Regions from separate parts of the Mus musculus genome. Here region 2 is linked to region 1. A link is a contact called in public promoter capture Hi-C data. All regions are on one chromosome and are shown on one strand. The core of a region is the stretch at or near the end of the contact, and the rest is flanking DNA. Distances in the headings are between cores, read along the strand shown. Region 1 overlaps Irs2 (insulin receptor substrate 2). Region 2 overlaps Col4a1 (collagen, type IV, alpha 1).

Evidence for each region. Capture Hi-C pulls out chosen DNA fragments and counts their contacts.
Region 2: a promoter capture Hi-C map of pancreatic islet shows a contact between it and region 1. The contact joins two enhancer-like sites. A contact is called at or near these places in 3 of 39 promoter capture datasets (embryonic stem cells, frontonasal cranial neural crest and maxillary cranial neural crest), 8 of 115 datasets of contacts at active chromatin or transcription factors (the NIH/3T3 cell line, craniofacial prominence, embryonic forebrain and 5 more) and 1 of 9 other capture datasets (pancreatic islet).

The regions. Positions count from the first base shown.
Region 1 is chr8:10,987,988-10,995,388 of GRCm38.p6, reverse strand. The region is part of intron 1 of Irs2 (insulin receptor substrate 2); the gene reads left to right. Among named protein-coding and RNA genes, the nearest start is that of 9530052E02Rik, 16 kb to the left of the region's middle. Within about 2 kb of position 5,223, at least 84 of the 459 cell types and tissues checked have an H3K27ac peak or open chromatin away from gene starts, as enhancers often do. A contact at or near this core is called in pancreatic islet, where this site is marked.
Region 2 is chr8:11,210,554-11,217,704 of GRCm38.p6, reverse strand. It overlaps Col4a1 (collagen, type IV, alpha 1), which reads left to right. Exons shown (of 52, transcript NM_009931.2): 38 at 145-271; 39 at 360-440; 40 at 906-1,004; 41 at 3,003-3,053; 42 at 4,016-4,201; 43 at 4,970-5,103; 44 at 5,869-5,941; 45 at 6,874-6,945. It overlaps Gm15418 (a long non-coding RNA gene), which reads right to left. Exons shown (of 3, transcript XR_003947509.1): 3 at 6,946-7,151. Among named protein-coding and RNA genes, the nearest start is that of Gm15418, 26 kb to the right of the region's middle. Within about 2 kb of position 2,279, at least 24 of the 459 cell types and tissues checked have an H3K27ac peak or open chromatin away from gene starts, as enhancers often do. A contact at or near this core is called in pancreatic islet, where this site is marked.

The sequences.
Region 1 (7,401 bases), core at 3,974-6,473:
CTTCCGGTCTGTCAGTGTGCAGAACACATGTGGCAGATGTCTCCAGCCAACAACATGCCTGGTTTTAGAAGCTCCATGATGTTTGGAGCCAGTTCAGCCTCGCTCTGCTAAATCACATTTTAACAAGTTACTATAGAGGCAATGGCCTTAGAGAACTGTCTGTCCTGACAAACTAGGAGTGCGGAGATTCGTCCTTCCATGCCTCACCTCCATGGCTCGTTTCTCCTTCTGGAAGTCAAAGCACAACTTGCTGCTTTCCGAGGGAAATTGAGGAAAAGTTATTTTCCAAGATTTCGTGTAGACCATGATTCACATGTGTGTACACAGAAAATTCATCATAGCTAGATAGTCTTCTAAGATGGTGTTCTGAGGGCATTCTCCATCCCTCTCTTCATGGTTTATTGTCCTCTGACCATGAAATTCGGACCCTTTCTCTGCACACCTTCCTTCTGAGTGGCCACACCCAGTTGCTGCTGGCCTTCCCCTCCCATTCCCCTCCCAGCTACTGCAGAGGGCTTGGGAACAGGCAGAAGTTCACAGGATGTCTGCTGGCTTCCTGGTTGATCTATAGATCTCTGCCCCTGGGCCTGAATGACAAGAGCAGGTGATATGTCCTTGCTTTGGGTCTAGCTGTGCAGGGGGGTTGGGAGGGCCAGGGAGAGTGGCTTTGTCTAATGTCCTCAGCCCAGCTTTTCACCCTCTGTCACAACGAGCCTTGGCCATGGCTCTGACTCAGGCATCCTGGGCCTGAGTACTCTAGTGTGGCTGGCTGGTAGAGGCCCTGCTCAAGCTGAAGTAGTCTTTCTGGATGTGTGGTACATATGGACTTGAGGGCTTTGGTCACCTGTAAGGTGTGCCCGAATTGCCCGAGTTCTCAAGGATCTTGAGGAATTGGCTGAACTGTGCCCGCAGGGGCTGGAGCAGGCAGGGCAGCCCCTGTTGTGGCTGAATGCTGTGCCACATTGTGGTATACGGCGGGCTTTGCCTTGGTTCTGTCCTGCCCTGGTTTGAGTGGAGCAGGGAGGCAGTTCCCCTTCTCCAGCGTTGTCTTCTCGGACTTCAGCTGAATGGCTTCTCTCTTTGCTAGGACCGGTTTCCCTGCAGCTTTGCATGCCTAGCGGTCCCTCTGCTGCTAGAAATCAGAGTTGTTAGCATTGATGTTCCTGGTGCACCTCAGGAGGGGGAGGGGCTACTGCCTTGACTCCCCAGACAGTCCAAGGAGGAGCCAGCAACATCCCTCAGCAACTCAGGTGCGCAGGTCTGGAGAAGTCTCTGTAGTTCAAAACATGGCGTGTGGCTGCCTGCCTGCATGACTGAATAAACTCAGAGACGTGAAGGAGTCTGACCACAGAGCCGTGAGTCATGCCGCAAGCATGAGCTTCTGATGTAAAAATCAATACTCACGTATGTTTTGTTTATAGATGTTATGGTTTCTATATAGAATCTCCTTTGATGGTTTCACTGTGATACTTCTGGGGGTGTGGAGGAGGTGGGGAGGGATTATCCCTGTCTTCAGGAGTGGGCGTGATTGACTTAGCTGAGAAATCACCTAGTCAATGGCAGCCGTGGTCCTGGCTCTGATGGACTGACTGACGGAGTTGAGTCATCTTGCCTTCTTCCACACATGCACCTCATTGACGCTTGGAAAGCTGTGTGGGTTTCAGGGTGCAGGGATGGCTGCAGAGAATGGCTCTGTGCTCCCCCCAGGGAGTGGCAGTGTGTGAAAGGTTGCTCATGGGGGTGCAAGCTGGGGCAGAGGCTCTGCTCAGCTCTCCATTTTAGTTCCTTGTTGCTATGACAAAATATCTGATAAAAGCAACTCAGTAGGGTTTATTTTGACTCCAAGTTTGAGATTACAGTCCATCATGGTGGGAGGGCATGGCGGCAGGAGCTGGAGACAGAAGGTCACATTGTATCCTCCATCAGGAAACAGAAAGAGGTGAACAGTGTTGCTCAGTTCAGTTTCTCCCTTTTTACTCAGGCCAAGATTCTAGCCAACAGGATGGTGTCACCCACAGTAGGCAGGAGGCGTTTTCCAGCCCTGTTAACCAGAGGTTTGTCCCCTGGGCGATTGGTTACAGATCCCATCAAGTTTACAATCGGTATTAGCCATCATAGCTCCCAAACAGATTCGTTATCAGCTGAAGGGAGAGCACGTGAACCTGCTCTGAATATTTATTCTACTTTCCCATAATTTGACAAGAAAAAAAATAGAAGGTTTATAACTCTAGTTGTAAGCATTTTTTTAAATTTTTATTTATTTATTTATTTTTGTTTTTGTTTTTTTGAGACAGGGTTTCTCTGTGTAGCCCTGGCAGTCCTGGAACCCACTTTGTAGACGAGGCTGGCCTCGAACTCAGAAATCTGCCTGCCTCTGCCTCCCGAGTGCTGGGATTAAAGGCGTGTACCACCACACCTGGCAATAAGCATTTTTTTAGTGTACATAAAACAGCTTGTTGGTTTTTGTTTTTGTTTTTGTTTTTTTTTACATCAGTGTAAGTCATCATACAAAAAAAATTTGCTAGACCTGAGGAAAAAAATGAGGCTTCTTAGAGGATACTTGTAATTTTAATGCTAGTTCTTGTACCAAGTATTCCCATCAGGATAGAAGCGAAGCCCTTGAAGTGACATTTTCAAATGACCCAAGAAGATTTGGTCTGATTATGAATTGCAGGTGTGGTGTGCGTATCACTTTCTTTTTTCAAAGCCGAGTGTCAGCAAAGCTTGCATTTAGTCGTGATCAGATGGATTCTGAGCTGTGCTGTGCATTACGAAGCCAGAGGATCATTCTAAAGAGTGCTGGCTTCACAGTCAGTCTTATGACTCGCGGGGTCTGTAAGAGGATAGCGTGGCCTTTAGCAGACAGTATTGCATTTCTGAAGTGAGTAAGCTTGCAGATGATTTCCAGGGCTATCAGTTAGTCTCAGGTGTAACACGCAGGTGGAAAACGTGTGGTGCTATTTTGACAAACCTGCTCGTGTCTTCTCCAGCTCCTTGTTAAATGCCGGTGGGATCATCTGCCTTGAAGGGTTGGCAGACTGGTTCTGTGAAGGATTGGACAGTGAAGGTTCATGCTTAGTTACCATAGCTACCCAACTGTGCTTGAGGTGGAAACAGCTGCGCTATGAGAATGACAGTGCCTGTGACCCAATAAAACTTTACTTGCACAGAGACGACTGGCCTGTATTGTGCACCGTCATCATCTGTGAAATGGAAGGCGTCTCCTTCCTGGGTATCAGACCAGGCTTTTGTTTCCTTCTGGAGGTTGTGTTTCTCTTTTCTGCTCCAAGAAGTGGCATAAGTTGTAAGGTTGTTTTGTTTTGTTGTAGTTCGTTGAACTTAGGTTGACTAAGGATCATGGTCCTGAGGTGCAGAGGACATGAAGGCCAGAAGGACATGGTCTCCTGCAGTCTAGCAGGCAAGCGAGTTTCCCAAGGCATTTTGAACGAACATCGCCTCATTAAATCGTCTCCCTCATTAAAAGGGATCAGATACCAGCATGGTATTTAATGTCCTTTGAAGAGAGTTCTATAAAAAGCCAGTGAAAAAGTTTGCATGATCTCATACATAGAATATTAAAAACAATAACAACAAAAACAAACAAACAAAAAAACAACCTCAGGTTAAATGTACAGAGAGCTCAATAAAATTGTTTGTCAGGTGACTGGGTAAGGTGTAGGGAGGGAGAAAAGAGAGGGGACAGACACAAAGAAGCTAGCACATAGGACAGATGGCTCTGTGGAAGTCTACAAGGCGTGACAATTGTATTAGGGATATTTTGTTGTTGTCTTTAAAAAAAAAAAAGAGTAACCTTTATCTGCTCTCTGCCAGAATGCAAGTAGAGTGGGTGACAGAGGAGGGAACTGGTTAATCCACTCCTGGTAACCTTCTATGTAAATGTGCCCTACAGCATCCTGCTGTAACCCTCAAATACGCACAGCACTAAACAGAACAACACAGAACCAATAGTGGGAACCAGAGAGGAGACTGGGCTTAAGTGGACTGCTCTGATTCCCTCACTCCCACTGGGTCCCTAAACCTCTCTTCTGGAAGCCAGAGGGAGCCTCCCACTAGACAACACTATGAAGGAGCTGTCCCACCCCTGCACAGCTCACCCGGGAGGCCCTCTTCCTTCTGGCTTTTTCCTCTGGTTTGAACCTGGAATTAGAATGTCCTGGTTTGGAGAAAGGGTCCCCAGGATATAGAAGACTCTGGAGGATGTGGGTCGGGCTAGAGGGTGAAAACATTAATCCACATTGTTGGATCTGCACCTGCAGGCACTTAGGGGTTCCCAGTAAGGAAGAAGCTAGTTCCATGCCCACATTGGGAAACAGCCATTGAAACATTGGCTTCTAAAAGCCTGGAGGCTGAGCTGGCGCTTTCCCATGGGCAAAGCTTTGGGTGTGTTAGAGGAAGTTTGAAGTGAGGCGCTTGCTTCACAGGCTGGGAGGCCTCTGAGCACACCGAGGCTGGGCCGAGAGGAGGCTGCCTTCCTTGAAGGCTGGATCAGACGCCTATTACTGGCTTCAGCCCTGAGAAAGCTACATCGTTTCTTCAACCCGTCTGGGATTGATTGTGTCATTAGCAAGTTACAACTCGAAGGTAGGGAGTTTAATAACAAGCAATCAAAACGAAAGGATTTTAATTGTCAGTGGAAGTGTGAGCTCTGTAGACAGAAGTTGGACTCTTTCAAGCAGGCTGTCACAGGAGCTTAATCATCTATGTTCCCCCCCCCCCCCCAACTTAGATGAAAGGTTAAGTAACCGTTTTTCTTAGAATCTCTGGGTTTGTTATCACACCCAAACTTACTTTTTTTTTTTTTCAAATGCTTTTAGCAAAGTAAGAAGATACTAAATTATCAGGCATATTTTTCTAGGAATTTGTCTTCCAACTGAAGAGCCTGTTTCCCCAACTAGTTCTGTGGGTTTTTTTTTTGTTGTTGTTGTTTAGGTTTTTTTGTTTGTTTGGGTGTTTTGGTTTGCTATTTTTTTATTTTTTATTTTTTATTTTTGGTTTTTTGTTGTTGTTGTTGCCTGAACTGGGCATTGAGATAGCCTTGAAGGATGTGGGGACTCACCAGAGGGTTCATTTCTTCCTTAATTTGATTTGCTGCTAGAGATACAAAATATGTGGCCTCTGGTTTTCTTTTGTCATGCAAATCAATATTCATCTAAATAGCACTAGTAATTCAGAGCCCTGAATATGTTAGGGAGCCCACACCTGCTCTTTTCTGCAATCCACAGAGCCTCAGGGACTCCGAATGAGGGAATCTAGGTTGAGCTCTTTGTGGGAGAGAAGCCTTGCAGAAATCTAGAGACAGATCCTGGGCAGAACTGCCACTGTTTGCCTGGGCCCCTGACCATGCACTAACCCAGAGTCTCATGAAACATCGCAGCGGAAGGAAAGGTATTAGTTGGCCTGGCTCAGATGCCCCTGGTATGTCTGTCTGGTTTCTTGCTAACAGGCTCTGGGTTTGGTGCTCAACCTTTTGTGCAGTGGGGCTTCGCTGTCTTGCTGTTGGTCCCATGTAATGTGAAGATCTCCCTGTCTTGCAGGGATGGCTTCTGTCTCTCTCTCCTTCCCCTGTCCCCTCTCTTTCTCTGGGATCTAAGCAGAACCTTTGGAGATGGAAGCACAGTCTCATTTGGATTCTTTCTGCTCTTTAAGTGTAAGGGGAAAGGTGATCCTAAGAGACTTAGGAGTCCTGGCCTGTGACTGGACTCCATTTGGGGTGTATCAGTGACATATTTCATCAGTGGCTGCTGAGCAAGGGTGAAGCTGAGCTCTGTAGAAGGGCACAGGGATGGAAAGAGTTTCTCAAACTTGCTTAGTTGCTTTCAAGGCTCTGGACACTTGCTGTTCTAAAGGATCATCTCTGCTCTTATGGAGTTGGGTGTAGAATTGCAAGGAAATTTCAGATCCTACAAGGAAATGTCAAATCCTGGGAATAGGTCTCAGCATGAGTTACCACCCGATGCAGGACAGTTCTGTTCGGAGTGTAGGGCAGAATCCTTTCTGGGTCATTCTACCACTGTGACTGGACAGACAGCTCAGAATTTTCCTTAAGGCACATGCAGAGCAGAGTGGCCATAAATTAATCATCCCTGTGTTGCCTCTAGTGGATTTGACATAGGTAATGAATAAATAAATGTGTACTGGCATCTCATCCTTAGGAACTATAAATATTTAAGGTTGAGCATGTCAGATTAGTAGTGTTAGAAAATATTTTCCTTCCCTCATATTCAACATGAACCAGCCCAATGACAGCCTTAAAAGTAAACAAAAAGGCATAGGGCACACGCATCCTAGTTCACAGGCACAGGGCATGCAGATCCTAGTTTGCATCCAGGTCAGTTCTCAGCCCCGCCTCCACTCTTGCTGGACAGAGAAGAGCAGGGGCTCTGTTGAGAACAGAATTGTAATCTTTGGTGTTTACCCCATCCCTAGACCTGGGCCAGCCTCCTGAATGTGACCCTCAGGCAAACACTCTGGCTAAGTGTAGGTCAGTGCTTTGGCCAAAATGCTCAACATGATTTTGCCACCTGTTCACACTGGAGAAAGGTGTTTTGTACAGTGGTATAAAGATAGCTAGTTTCTGGTGGGCTGAACAGCTCAGATACCTCTCAGGCCCGGATCCAGGGCTTTGAATTGTCCCACTCCAACATCTTCCCCATCATAACTGCTGGAGTGCATGAAGGTCCTACAGATCCAAAACTATAGGATCTCAATGACAAGGGACAGCATCAGAATATCCCAGAGGAGTCCCAGTGAGATTCCAATATCGATAGAGTAGCAGAAGCCAGAGGCCTCGTACCAGACCAATGAATCACTGGTGTGAACATTTGCAAGCAAAGTGTGGACAAAAGGGTATACTGTGGGACATACTGTGACACACTGCAGCTTCCACAATGAGATTTTTCTTTTCCTCTGTTGGGGGGAGGCAGGTTCGAGGGGAGAGGGAGATGAGTGGGATTGGGGATCATTGATGCGAAATCCAAAAAGAACCAATAAAAAGTTAAAAAAGGGAAAAGATAGCCAGCGTCAGCCTCAGGCCTCCCTTTCAAAGAAAGTTTCTACAGCAGCCTTTCTCTAACCTAACACTCCAGTCCTGCTTGCCAGTTCTAAGTCTCCATGGAGTTGAACCTCATCTGGTGTGTCCGCTGAGGCCCCCAGACTCTCCTTCATCCTGTTTCTGCAATACCTCCCTCCCCAGGATCACTTTCTGGGTATATTTATGTACAGGGTTCCTCCCCTCTGCCTTTTCCTCTCCTCCCTCTCTCTCTCTCACACACAAACTAAGTAGAGATTGAGGTTCAAGCATCAAAGGTCAGAATTCCGTTGGATGTTAGAGGTGTGTCTAGCCTTATGGTGATGGTATTAGAGCTAAGAAGTTTGACCAGT
Region 2 (7,151 bases), core at 1,030-3,529, 230 kb before region 1:
AGATGGAGAGAATGTCTTTTCTGGAAAGCCCAGCAAATGGGATTCTCCAGTGTGATTGATACTCACGGCCTCTCTTACCTAGAAATCTGCTACCTAGAAAGTGCTTCCAGACCTGTAGGTGACACGTCTGCTTCTTCCTCACAGGGAGACCAGGGCCTTGCTGGCTTCCCAGGCAGCCCCGGTGAGAAGGGAGAGAAAGGCAGTGCCGGAACCCCAGGGATGCCAGGGTCCCCAGGCCCGAGAGGTTCTCCGGGGAACATCGGCCATCCAGGTATGGGGGCTGGGCAAGCTCTGGCAGAAAGGTACAGGTGAAGAAAACCTAGCTGCATACAACTTCTGAACTTTCATTTCCTCTTTAGGAAGCCCAGGCCTGCCTGGAGAGAAAGGGGATAAAGGCCTCCCAGGACTGGATGGCGTTCCTGGTGTCAAAGGAGAAGCAGGTAGAGATGGACCCTTTGCTGGCACTTGGGTGAAAAGATGAGGAGCGCCCAGGCTTCATGGGGGTTGGGGAGTGTAGTCTCAGCCTCATGGGAGAATTCTTCACACTGAAGCAGGCCCTAGTATGTTATCTGGGGTCTAGGGCCAGCTGGTTTATCCCTCCACTTTCAGATCCACAGGCAGAGTCTGTAAAGCGTTTGAGGTCTTTGGGAAATGAAGCCAGCATCTCCAAGCTGCTTTTGTAGTGAGAAGAGCATTTCAGATATCTCCCTCCTCTCTGTGCAAGCATTGGGTGGGGGTCTATGCTGTTCCTAGCAGCAGAAAAGAACCTGTTGGAACGGATCAGAGCTGACATCAGGGATACCAGGGATGCAGGGAACAGCTCTTTCTGATGTGGGAAAGGGGCCACTTCTCAGACGCCACGGTGCTAAGGACAGTCCACAAGTGATCATATCTTTCTCCCCAAGGTCTCCCTGGGACTCCTGGCCCCACAGGCCCAGCTGGCCAGAAGGGAGAGCCGGGCAGCGATGGAATCCCGGGGTCGGCAGGAGAGAAGGGTGAACAAGGTGAGTCTTGTTCCTGCTTCCCAGCAGAAGCCATGCTGTTCCCTCAGAGACTGCAGCGCCATGATGATCGAACACAGAGGTCTCAGTGCTGAGTTCCTTGCGGCTCCGAAAATATAGATGTGGACTGGAGGGATGGGATTGGATCAGGGAGGGATGCTCATTCCTTCTGTGAGTGAAGCGCTTCCCTGGAGGGTGGGTCCAGAGACACAGATGCGGGGCTGCCGGGCAGGAATGCCTCCCTTTCTGTTTCCCCTGTGTTCACTGTGACAAAACCAAACCAAACAGCCAAGAGAATTCTGTCCAGCATTTTCCCCAGTTTGGGAAGGAGTCCTAGTCTTCCAGGGTCTGGGGGTCTTGTGGTTACTGTTGCTTCCTGTGTCTGCTCCTGTTACTGATAGAAGAGCTGTCGTGGCAGGACCGCAGGTTTTTAGCTATAGCTGTGTTGGGCAGGAATGGAGCAGCAGGGGCTCCTTGCTATCACCGCTGGCTGCTCTTCAGTTCCCTTACTCATTCTCTATAGACATCATGTATAAGAAGCCCTTTCCACTTCCTCCTCCTGTTTACCCACTGCTATGTGAAGCCCACTCTCCTGCCCACTACCCAGCTCTCTGTGCTCCACCCACTCGACGGGATGAAGAGTCAGTCAGATGGTCATCTGAGAAAAGCCAGACTGCGTGTCTCTGCCGTAGTCACCACTACCCAGGACTGACTGGGGTGTTTTTACTCTGGCCAAGTAGAACTCAAGAGTAGGAATCTCCCTATGCTGCTGTCCCTTTGGAACCCTTGGCTTTATGCAGTGGTGATTGGCAGCAGCCAGCAGCATCAGATGGTATCTCTGAGTGCTTGAAGGTGTGTGGGACCCTCAGTAGCTGGTGGCACAGCTGTCAGGCCTAGAGTGTCTGGGACACTGGGCTCTTAAAGTGCTGCAGGTCCCTGGAATTCTAGCAACAAGGGCCTGCCTGCCCTTTCTCATCTTAAGCCTTTTCCAACGGTTATTTTCTCTGCGGCTTCTGCTGTCTTTTTTTGCCCTGGCAACTCTCTGAAGTTCTTCAGCCACTCTCTGGTCTCTGTTGCCACAGTCTCCTCTTGTGTTCTCTCCTCTTGTCTGTTTTATTGGTGATAAAGAGCCAAATGTGTCCAAGAAATCTGGCCTTCCATAGTGAGGCCTTTCACAGATAAACAAGACTGGGCAAAAAATGACCACTTAGAGAAAGCCTCTTTTTGAACACCAGGGGGCAGCAGACTAGGGACAGGAGCCAAGCTCCCTCTTATAGTGCTGGGGTGTATGTCATAGTTGTTTGCACCAATCGCAAACCTTCCTTTCTGCTGGGCCACCAGTGGGAGGTGCTTCTTCTGTAGTCTGGGTGAAGATGGCTTCAGGGTCCTTTAGAATTCTCTGGGCTTTGAGTTGCTCTGTTCTGAGGTCTACCCAGAGCCATTAGAGTTTCCTTAGACTGTAAGGGATCCAGACAGCCAGGCTGCAATGAAGGCAGTCCACTGGGTACCAGAAACGTATCTGCTTGACTGGTGGATTTCCTATTTGAGGCTGCCCGGGGCCTTATAAGGGTAGGGTCTGCACAATAGCTGCCAGTTTCCACACAGAAAGTTTAAAAAACGATGTTTATGATAAAGACACCAGGGAGCACTCTCAATTCTAGCAGCAATCAAAGGGAATTGGTAGCATCTGTCAGGGCCTCGCTGTGTTTACCTTCTGCCCTAGTGCCCAGGGAAAGGTGAGCCTTCTGTCCTGCCTCTGTAGGAGAAAGAGTGTCATTAGCGCAGATCATTTCTGCTCAGCACCTTAATGAGCCAAACAGAAAGGTCTTCAAGGAGAACGCATGATGAGACAGTTGCAGAGGTGTAGCTTTGCTCCCAGGTTCCACGGGACTCCTCAGGGCACTCTTTAAGTGCTGCGTGGTGTCAGGGCACATGGGGCATGGCCTCCCACTGTCTCTGCAGCTGAGTAAGAGACTGTTGTTTTCTGTCCTCACCCTGTAGGTGTTCCAGGAAGAGGCTTCCCCGGCTTCCCTGGCTCCAAAGGAGACAAAGGTAACGCTCTCAGCTTCGCACCTTTGTGTGGAGTGGTCCACGGAACTCAGCATGTCCCCCTTAGCAAAGCAGTGACCGTGTCTAGTGGCTGATAGATGTCTGATGATTGCACCATCTGATTCACGCGTGATGTGATATGTGGTACCTGCCAAATACCTTATGATGTCATTATTGCTTACGTTTTGAGTAGCATGTAAACATGCGTTCCCATCCCTGGTAATCTTCTGTAGTTTCTTTTTAATTAATCAGTTAAATGCATATGCTTGAATGTGTGTGTGTGTGTGTGTGTGTGTGTGTGTGTAGGAGGTTGTAAGCTGCCATGGGGTACTGGAAACTGAGCTTGGGTCCTCTGCAAGAGCAGTGAGTGCTCCTGACTGCAGAGCCAGCTATCTAGCCCTTACTTTATTATTTTTTTAAAAGTAGCTTTATTGGGCTAACATTACCATATGATAGACAGCACATATTTAAAATGTGCTGTTGTTCTTCAAGTTTTGACTCATCTATGCATCCACAGAAACAGTGCATTCTGGGTAGTGTCACAGCTGTCACCCAATGGCTGTCCCACTGGTTCTGATCCTCCATATTGTATCCTGAAGTCCTCAGGCCCCTCAAACAAATACCCATGTTAATTTAGGAGCCACGAATGATACTGTATCTTATACAAGTTTCATGCAAGCCTGGCTTCTTCCCATAGAGTATCTGGTTTACAGCTTTCCTGTTGTCTGTATTGATAATTCACTTGTGAAGCCTAAGTAGGGTCCCATTGCATCCTTGTAACAGTTTGCTTTGTCCATGTCTTGGGATGAGCCTACTCTTGGTTTTAGTAGTATAGTTGCTTGAAGACTTCAAAACACATTTAAGATACACATATAAGATCTCTGGCTGTCACCGCAGTGTAGCATCTCTATGGACTCTGCTCCTCTGGTCACCATCATCTCTCTCTCTCTCTCTCTCCTGTGCAGGCTCCAAGGGTGAAGTGGGTTTCCCTGGCCTAGCTGGAAGTCCTGGAATTCCTGGAGTCAAAGGCGAGCAAGGGTTCATGGGTCCTCCTGGCCCTCAAGGACAACCTGGCTTACCTGGCACTCCTGGTCACCCTGTGGAGGGGCCCAAAGGAGACCGAGGACCTCAGGGTCAACCTGGCCTGCCAGGTAAGGGCTTTTCACCAGACACATGCTCAAGTTAACAACTCAGAGCTGCGCTTGGGTCTCTGTTGAACTGGTCTCTGTGGTTTCCTTTCTGTTGAGGTATTACTTAGAGAGCAGCATGAGAGAAGATTACAGAGAGAGGTGCAGTAGAGATACCATTTGGATTTTTGCTTTAACTGGGGCAATGCTCGAATGTTTGCCACCCTGAGCTTGCCTCCTGTGGTTGTGGAGGACCCTGGACACTGTGGCTTCAGTATTTTGGAAGCCAACACTGTGACATTCACATGAACACCTCAATGGTGCTGTACGCCCCCGACTTTATAACCACGTGGCTTTACTATTGACTTATTTTAGTGGTACTGGGGATGGAACATAGGCTTTGTGTATGCTAGGCAAATATTTTACTATTGAGTTACACACTCAGCCATTTTATTAATGTTGTTGTTTTGAGTCAGGTTCTCACAAAGTTGTCCCCACTGGCCTTGAATCAGTAACTCTGTAGCCTAATACCAGTGAACTGGGTCTCCTGCTGCTTCAGTCTCTGGTATAGCTGGGGTGACAGACCTGGGCCGCCAGTGCCAGCATTTGGGTGCTGAGTCTGTTGTTTGTATGAGCACCCTTCCTTGATTTCCTGGAGGCCTGTGTTACTCTACAAGGCCATGGTGTTATGGTTGCAGAGAGTTGATAGCAGTGTGACTGTACCATAGCCCAGTGACACAGTCCACTATAGTACCAACCACCCTAACCCTGCGTCTTTGTTCTTTGCATTAGGGCATCCGGGACCTATGGGGCCGCCAGGGTTCCCAGGAATCAATGGGCCAAAAGGTGACAAGGGAAATCAAGGTTGGCCAGGAGCTCCGGGGGTTCCAGGCCCTAAGGGAGACCCAGGATTCCAAGGCATGCCGGTGAGTGATTGAGTGTAGAATTGATTTTCAAAAGGAACTTTTTGGTCAAGAGTATTATTATATGTGTGTGTATGTGTTTCTATATGTGTGCACATGTGTGATACCGCCCAGCCCTTAAAGCAGTTCCTTCCTTTGGGATCAGCATAGGAAAGTATTGCATGTGCTTTTATAATCTATTTTATAGAGCCATTAAACAGGAAATGCTATACTGCTGCAGATTATAGTTCAGTGCCCGACTTTACAACCCATTTACAAATTCAGTGCAAGTATTCAGTATCTTGGTAAAGAGCAGTTCTTCACAGCCTGAGAATTGTCTTCTAGAGTTGGCAGAGGCTCAGGTGTTTTAAAATATTTTCTCCATAATTAAAATAATAATTCAGATGGGGCATGAGGCTGGTTTTAAGGAACACTCACTGCCCTTTGACGATGAAGAGACCAGAAGGGTGGTATGGTCCTGATAGAACTGGGTTTGTTTCCATGGCAACTGTCCATGGTATTGTGGCTGTGTCATGGCATCATGCTGGTGGGTGGGGACAGCGGCTACAAGCTCGAAGGAACTGCTGTGTATATGGACCAGTAAAGAGAGACCAGGGGACCAGTGTTGCAGTTATCTTCTCGTGTTCTGTCGTTTAAAGAATTGTATGACCCACCTGAGCTCACAAACTCCTGTGCAGAACACAGAAGTGCTTTTTGCCTGACAGGGTACGCAGGGTACAAACTGGGTGTCTAGAGCCATGTCCAGCTCACACTTCCTTTGGTACCTAGGGCATTGGCGGCTCTCCAGGGATCACAGGTTCAAAGGGAGATATGGGACTGCCCGGAGTTCCAGGATTTCAAGGTAAGACCATGAGGCCTGACAGCCTTGTTGTTGAGGGGATACTGTCCCAAAGGCTGCCTGAGCTCCAAGCTTCCATATTCAGATGCTGACATGGCCTCAGCAAGAGATAATGTTATCTTTAAGTTAAAAATGCAGTGAATTTTGAGACCAGGTTTTCCCTGTTTTTTTTTTTTTTTTTTTTTTTTTTGAGACTAGGTCTTGCTGTCTGTCCCAGGCTGACCTCAAGCCTTTAGCAATCCTCATGGCTCAGCCCCCTGAGTGCTGGGGTTACAACCATGTACTCCTGACACCAGATAAAAACAGCCTTCTTTGTGGCATCTCAGTCTGTATGACCCTGCGGGTGGCTGACTAAAGGCGTTCTGATCTTCTTAGCTAAGAACCAGTGGATCACGTGTGTCTTCCGAGTTTTAACAAGAAGTTGTGGCTTTGGGCCACTTGATAGTTTGCCAATGCAGTCAGCAAACCTCTCCTGGATGCTAGCAGCTCCCACATACCATGGCTACAACAGAATCCTACTCACCTAATGGGTGAATAGAAAGGGCACACGGTCTGCAGATGTCTGTGGTCTGTCACACAAGCTGTGACCGTAGACTCCATCACATGCCCTGATTGCCACTGTCAGATAGTGACTGCTTATAAAACGATGGCCTCCGACTCTACAAAGAAAGGCTTTGTGAGATACTGCGCTAAAAAATTAACACATCTTTTCTTCCTTGAACATAATTGAGAATGTGTTCATTGCACATGTATGCTCACATGGTATACGTATGCTTATGTGCCTGTCTATATGTAGGGATGAAGCTGTGTGTACATTTTTGCATATATAGATGCCTGTATCTAGACGCTTTCGAACATGTGTGTGTTTATGCACCCCTATATTCTTGCCTGTGGTTGAAATCTCTATGCAAAGACAATATCCCTTTCCCACCCAGGTCAGAAAGGGCTTCCTGGTCTGCAGGGAGTGAAAGGAGACCAGGGAGACCAAGGTGTACCCGGCCCTAAAGGTAGGTGAATTGGTTTTATTTGTTTGTTTTGTTTCTTATTAGATATTTTCTTTACATTTCAAACATTATCCCCTTTCCTGGTTTGTCCTCTGAAAACCCCCTATTCTCCCTCATCCACTCCCACTTCCCTGTTCTGGCATTCCCCTACACTGGGGCATCGAGCCTTCACAGGATCAAGGGCCTCTCCTCCCATTGATGTCTAACAA